Regions from separate parts of the Hordeum vulgare genome. Here region 2 is linked to region 1. The links are chromatin contacts, called in public Hi-C maps. All regions are on one chromosome and are shown on one strand. The core of a region is the stretch at or near the end of the contact, and the rest is flanking DNA. Distances in the headings are between cores, read along the strand shown. Region 1 holds the start of LOC123395383 (probable inactive serine/threonine-protein kinase bub1). Region 2 holds the start of LOC123452042 (cell division control protein 45 homolog).

Region 1 (3,653 bases), core at 663-3,162:
AACAAAGATTTCAAACCCACTAGTTTGCTGATTGTTTTCCTTGTTTCTTTTCTTGTTTTGGCCCTCATTTTGGTTGGTACCATTAGGACAATCTTCATCAACAAATATTTCAAATGCACTTGTTTGTTGACCAAAATTTGGATGGACTGACTTCGTGTTCTTGCCATGGAGAATGTTTGCATCATTACTGTCAAGTTGTTCTTCATCAACAAAGATATGAAGTGCACTTGCCTGCTGATTAAACTTTGGTCGATCACGCTTCGAGCGTTTCTTGAGCATTGTCTCGGGCTCCACTGGCTCTAGAAACATGCTATTGATGTCATCCATAGCCTCCTTCAAGTTTATAGTTGGTTCAACGAGGCCATGATGACAAGCATCTTCAGTTTCTGACTTTCCAACCAATGCAGAGCCAACAAATCGTACAACTACAGTATCATCACTATTACAACGAGACAAATTCTTGTTATCTCCTGAGGTGCCTCTGGATAGTACACCATCTTTAGCATGACCTAATGGAGGATAACGGCACGATGAAGAACTTGAACTGCTTCCCAATTTTTGCACTGGATTGGACTTAAGTTCTGCATAATTTCTGCTTTGACCTGCAGCATATTTCCAATGACATGTAAGTTCCACTAGAAACTGATTTAGATAGCCTGAGCAAAGTTTTTTTCTTTCTAAACGTACCATCAACTTGGTTTGCACATCTAGGAAGTGGTTTAACTCTGCTAGGCATTCCTTCCTACAGATGAAATGTATATAGTAAGAAAAGATTACATACGCACAATATTTGCCAAGGTGAAGTGAAAGCCATACTTTATCTTTCTTCTTCTGGTATAACTCCATGCGATAGATAAACTGATCGTGTGATTTGTGTAACTCCTCGATAGGCTCTGCAAGGCTATTGAACAGTTTCATTAAGTACCCAGGTTTACATAACCAGACTTATATTCAGACAATAATAACAAACTGTACAAGCAAACGACAGTATCCTCTACAGCATGGTGGGTAAGAGATTACTTCTGAATTCCCATGCGGTACATCTGCTCCGCATCCTGAAACCTCCTACGCTTCTCATAATATATCGCGTAAGCCATATAAAATGCAGCTCTCTTGAGGCCTATTCTGTTCCTCTCCAACTTCTTCAGCAATGGCTTTGCATCCTTCACATAGTCCATCTACACCATCAAAACCATGCAATCACAATATGACCTCGCAACAATCCAAGAGAATGTTCCTATCTCAAAGAGAACCCGAGCGAAACGGAGCTCAGTAACTGTGGTGTTTCAACGAGAACATTCAGTAGGAGGCAACTCCTAGCATGGCAAATTAGCAAACAGATGATAGTCTGCCGATAAATATACCAATCAATCTCAACATCTCTCAGTAAATCCCCAACGAAATGAAACCGTCGCGTAGTCAGCCGGTGCTATGCTTTGGTATAGCAGCAAGTGGCTCACCATCTGGATCCAGACGCGGAGGTACCGCGGGTCGTCGCGGTACCGGGGCTCGTCCTGGAACTCTTGGGCGCACTTCTGGAGGAACCTCGGCAGCTTCTCCCGCAACGTCGCCGGTGGCAGCGCCCCCTCCAGCCTCCGGATCCCCCTGTAAAACGGAATCGGTTCGATCAGAGAGGAGGAAAGGAGAGACGCGGTGCGGGCAGGCGCGGTGATTGGGGGCAGGGCCGTACCGGAGCCATGGGCGGAGGGGGTCGGAACCGGAGTAACAGCGGATGTCACCAATCACCGATGAGAGGAGCTCCTTCTCCTTCTCCATGTCGATGTGGCCGTGCTGCGGGTCGGCGGCTGCGGCCATGGGTGTATTGGTAGGGTCGATGGCCCGCCGCCGGGACGAGAAGCAACCGAGCAAGCGGCGGCTTGCCGGATTTGAAATCAGGGCTGCAATTTTGTGACTTCAGCCACATATACTGACATGTGGGTCCACCTATCGTATTATATGGCCGCCTGTCAGCCTTGGTCACCCAACGGTCTGGTCTGAGATTTTCCCCTTTTTGTCCTTTTTAATCAAATCTACAAATCCAACCCAACTTTGAGAGCATCTCTAGTAGAGCCCTCAAATTCTCAAACCCTTAAAAATAACTTTTTTTTACAGTTTTCATCGACAAAACGGCGTAGACTAGAACCCTTAAACCTTTAAACCCGTAAAAAAAATTAGAGGTTCAACCCTCAAACCCCTTCCCAGCCTGTAGAAGTGAGGGTTGGGAGGGAAAACTCCCCCCAACCCGCACTCCTCTTCCCACATCGCGCGGGAGGGAAAACTCCCCCCGCCTCCCCAGCTCCTCCTGCGCGCCACGCCGCCATGGAGGCTCCTCCCCCCCCCCCCCGCCCGCCCTCGCCCCCGCCTCCCCAGCTCCTCCCGCCGCCACGCCGCCATGGAGGCTTCCCCCCCCCCCCCCCCCCCCGCACCCCCGCCCGCCCCCGTCCTGTGGCCGACGTGGTGGCGGCGACCCACGTCGGGGCCAAGCGGCGGCGGGCGGGCCTCGCACCGCCTCCTGCCGCCTCCCCAGCTCCCACCCCGGCCACCGTCCCCGCCCCGGCCACCGTCCCCGCCGCGCCCGCCCCCAAGAAGAGCCGGCTGAAGGTGTCCTCCCGTGGGCCGCGAGGGGCTTCCTCCAAGGTCGCCGGCGCGTCCCCGAAGCGGAAGAAGGTCGCGGCGCGGAAGAAGCCCGCGGCCCCGCCCGCCGCCGTCGTCGAACCTCCTCCCGCCGCGCACGAGGTGTTCGAGGAAATGGCAACCCCATCCTCGTTCATGGACCTCCTTCAAGACGCGGAGGTGGACCTCGGGGCTCCGCCTCTAGAACCCTTTGGTGAGGAGGTTGAGGAAGATGAGGAGGATGAAGGGGATAACGAGGAGGAGGTGGCCGAGATAGGGGAGGAGGCATTCACCGCCGCTTCCCGCCCACACGCGCGGTCGACAAACTACACCGAAGCGGAAGATATCCTCTTGGTTCGTGCTTGGGCATCTGTGGGGATCGATGCAACCACCGGCACCGATCAAACCGGTAAACGGTATTGGCACAGGATCGAGGACAACTATTGTAGGATCAAGCCGAAGAATAGTGGATTCATCTCTCGCAGTTACCGGTCGCTTCAAGGCCGGTGGGATTTGATGAAGCCCGCTTGTGCTCGTTGGAGTGCGGCCATGGACCAAGTGAGGGATGCACCACCTAGTGAAACCGTGGAGAGTGGCTATGTGAGTACATATCTCTTCACTATTTTGATTATGTGTGTGTACTATGCTATTGGTGGGTTCTTATGTGATTATGTGTGGTTGATACGAGACAATTGCCGGCATGAGGTACAAGGAGATGGTCGCTTCCAAGGGCAAGACATTCCCATTTAAGCATGCTTGGGCAATTCTTCAAACCTTTGACAAGTGGAAGTTGAGGGATCAAGAGACCGCACCCAAGAAGTCGGCAATGCTTAGGATGGATGATAGTGAAGATGAGGAGAAGGAGAGGAACTTGGGCAAGCCCGAGGGAACCAAGAAGGGCAAGCAAAGGGTGAAGATGAAAGGAGAGGCATCAAGCCTAAGGGAGAAGATGGAGCAAATGATGAAGGCAAGAGAGGAATTGACAAGGAAGACATTGGAGACGAAGATTCTTATCACCGAGAAGAAGAAAGAGGTCAAGC
Region 2 (3,653 bases), core at 491-2,990, 190 kb before region 1:
AACGGGCCGGCCCAATCCTGATGACCAGTCGTTCTTCAGTTGCGGTATTTTGACGCAACGCGCGTCAAATAGGGATTTCCAAATATTTGTCCGTACGTTGTCTTCGTGATGTTCAGCTCGGTCAATTTTGGGTCTAGCAACGAGCCAAGCAAGTGGCCTTTCAACTGAAGTTCTTTTATGGATTGTGAACAAGTAAGTTGACTTTTTAGGTGTACAAGAGCTGTTAGGATCGAACTTACCAGCTCTGCTCTTGTCCCACCTCGCTTATTTAGATATGATTCTATCAGTTCATATACGTAATCTGTTTGAAGGATCAACAAGCAGAATTGGGCACTCAAGGAAAGGAGGGGAAAAAGAATTAAACTCATGAGCTGATCCCTTTCGCTAGGCCGGCTAGGCAAGTGGGCTGTGGCTGGCTATGTGTTTGTGCTCCTCTCTTCTGCTATTTTTTTTTTCTGTTTAGAAATAAACAAAGAACTACTCCCCCCGTTCCTAAATATAAGTCTTTTAAGAGATTTCATTAGAAGTCTACATACGGAGCAAAATGAATGAATCTACACTCTAAAGTATGTCTATATACATTCGTATGTAGTCTATTAGTGAAATCTATAGAAAGACTTATATTTAGGAACGGAGGGAGTAGAAGACAAGCACAAAGGGGTTTGGAGAAGAGTTTTGAAGTGAGGACAAATTCCCTGGACTACTTTAAATATGTATATTGGGAAGATAATGTTTTGTCATGATGGAATCATATTAATCAAACTCATTTAAATTCAATTCAAATGAGTTAGAACTAGAAGTTCGATTTAGGATTTCTGAAAAATGATGAAAATTTGTGGGTGGCTTTAACAAATGCAGAAAGATTTATGGGAAAGGTTTGGATACTAAACTTGGAGTAGAACTTTAATGTGAATTTTGGAAAAGGTTCAAAATAATTTGGGAAAGCAATCTATACATTTTATCTATATTTGCACCTTTACCCTAGAGAGGAATATTTCTTCGTTTAAACGTGAGACACGAGTCCAAAGTCTGAACCATATAGTTTCTTCTTAGACTCGGGAAATACAGGACATCATGTTATATTAGAAACGTGGATTTTTTTTCGCTTCCGTTACAACGCACGAGCCTTTTTTCTAGTAAATAGAAAAAGAAACAACACAGAAGAAACTTGGCCGCACTGTGCAAAGCTGGAAATGGCCGGGCCAACTAGCCTCCCTTGCATCCGCCCTTGTGCGAAACCTCGACCATTCGCCGCAGCAAGCGGCGAATAGGATTTTCCCTCCTGAAAGTCTCTCGATTATAGACGCTGGACCTGAGCCCATGCGGCCTCGCAATTAGTAGGTCAGAACCAGCCCAGCTATCTACGAGCAGTAGTGACGTTTACGCATCACCGAATGAAATGAATCAATCGTATGGCCCGTCTGTTTCTCCCGTATGACAAGCCCGCCCCACCGGAACGTGGGCCCACCTGTCATCCAAGGAAACATCGGGGTGGCACAAGCGGCTCTGCTCCAGTGACGAGCCGGAACGGGATTCCATCCCCCCAAAGCCGAAAATTTGGAGTTCGAAAATCGAAAGACGCGAGCCGTTCCCTCCCAAAACCAAAATCCCGAAATCCTCCCGCGCTCGCCGCTCCCACAAAGCGCCCCCAATCCAAACTCCATTCCCAGATCTCGAGCATTCCTCTCCACCCCTCCCCTCCCCTCCCCTCCACCCAAAATTCTCGATCTCGATCCCCCCTCGTTGATGCGCCAATGGTGCGGGAGCTCCGCGCCGACTCCTTCTACGCCCGCCTCCGCGCCGCCGCCGCCGCCGCCGCGGCGGCCGCCTCCTCCCCGCTGCTGATCCTCCCATCCGCGGCCGACGCCGACTCCCTCTGCGCGCTCAAGGCGCTCGCCCACGTCCTCTCCGCCGACTCCATCCGCTTCTCCATCTACCCCGTCGCCTCCGCCGCCGCCGCCGCCACCCTCCTCGCCTCCTTCTCCGCGTCCCAGCCGCTCTGTCTGCTCCTCATCAACTGGGGCGCGCACCGCGACCTCCGCGGCATCCTGCCCCCCGCCTCCACCGCGTTCGTCGTCGACTCCCACCGCCCCGTCCACCTCCACAACCTCGCCGCCGCCAACGACCGCGTCGTCGTGCTGTTCTCCACCGACGACGAGCACACCGCCGACCTCTCCTATGATTTCGACGTTTCCGCCCTCGCCAACGCCTCCGACCTCACCGCCGACGGGGACGCCGACGAGCACCTCCGTGTCTCGGAGGAGGACGAGGACTCTGACGCCTCCGACTCCGATTCTGATGCCGAGGGAGGGAGAAGGAAGAGGCGGCGGCTCTCGGACGATGGGGAGGAGGCGGACGGCGACCCGGAGAGGCTGTTCGGCAAGCTGCGGAGGGAGTACTACCGCCTCGGCACCTTCCACGGGAAGCCTTCGGGGTGCCTCATGTACGAGCTCGCCCACGCGCTCCGCAGGAACACCAACGAGCTCCTCTGGCTCGCCTGCGTCTCCCTCACTGACCAGTTCGTCCACGAGCGCATCACCAACGAGCGCTACCAGGCTGCCGTCATGGAGCTCGAGCAGCACATCAATGGATCAGGCAACCTCGACCCGTCCGGCCTCGGGTCGGTGGTGACGCTCAAGGATGGAACCAAGATCCGGGCGCCGGAGGCCTCCCGCATCGCCTATGAGGACGAGCCAAGGCTGATGCTGCTGCGGGAGTGGAGTTTGTTCGACTCCATGCTCTGCTCCTCATATGTCGCGACCAAGCTCAAGACCTGGAGCGACAACGGGCTGAAGAAGCTGAAGCTGCTCCTAGCGAGGATGGGGTTCCCGCTCGCCGACTGCCAGAAGAGGTTCCAGTACATGAGCATGGAGGTCAAGCGCAAGATGCGCGATGAGTTTGATCGGTTCCTGCCTGAGTATGGGCTCACTGAGTTCTACTACCGGAGCTTCCTGAGGGTGCACGGTTACAGGTCCAAGGTGTCTGCTGCGGATGTTGTCTATGGCGTCACAGCTTTGCTTGAATCCCTCAATGCCGAGTCCAAGGACTCAAAGGAGTCCTGTGCTGCTGAGCAATTTTGGGTTGCATACTCTGCGTTGTCGCTGAGCAATGTGGATCAGCTGCGAAAAGGAATGCAATCTGCAATTGAGATACAGATGGCGATACTGAGGCAGGGAAGCTCAGCCATCACCAAGAGTGGATTCATCCGGAGTGCTAAGAAGTTCCGGTGGGTGAAGCTTGATGATCCAGTGGACACTGCTAAGCTGTGCCATCCACAGGCGCTTACTAAATTCTGTTTCTTCCTGATGGATGCACTAAAGGAGAGGGGTGCAAGGATGAAGCCACTAATCTGTGCCTGCTTAGCAAGGGAGCCTGAGAAGGTGTTGGTCATTGGTGTATGTGGGAAGCCAAGGCTCGGGGCAGTTCAGGGGAACGCGTTTGGTAATGCATTTAGGTCAGCGGCAGAGGAGATCGGTGCAGATTATTTCCATGACATGTTTGAGTCATCATGGATTGTTCTTGATGTTGTTGCTGTCAGTTCTTTCATGATTCGGTTAACAGAGAAGCTTTGATGCCATGTGCTCGCCCCACGCTGATGATTCTTTCATTCCCAAGATGGGAAATCCGAGGCTTGTGCTCTCTAAATAAAGGAG

Evidence for each region. A called contact is a pair of places that touch in the nucleus more often than the background predicts.
Region 2: a Hi-C map of seedling shows a contact between it and region 1, with 4 times the contacts expected there. The contact joins the promoter of LOC123452042 here to the promoter of LOC123395383 in region 1. A contact is called at or near these places in 4 of 6 Hi-C or Micro-C datasets (leaf and seedling) and 1 of 1 datasets of contacts at active chromatin or transcription factors (embryo).

Annotation. Positions count from the first base shown.
Region 1 is chr5H:314,582,275-314,585,927 of MorexV3_pseudomolecules_assembly, reverse strand. LOC123395383 (probable inactive serine/threonine-protein kinase bub1) reads right to left here and starts at 1,912. Exons shown (of 7, transcript XM_045090374.1): 1 at 1,691-1,912; 2 at 1,461-1,605; 3 at 1,021-1,178; 4 at 817-901; 5 at 688-742; 6 at 1-602. The coding sequence starts at 1,815.
Region 2 is chr5H:314,767,805-314,771,457 of MorexV3_pseudomolecules_assembly, reverse strand. LOC123452042 (cell division control protein 45 homolog) reads left to right here and starts at 1,740. Exons shown (of 1, transcript XM_045128616.1): 1 at 1,740-3,653. The coding sequence starts at 1,755. The coding sequence ends at 3,572.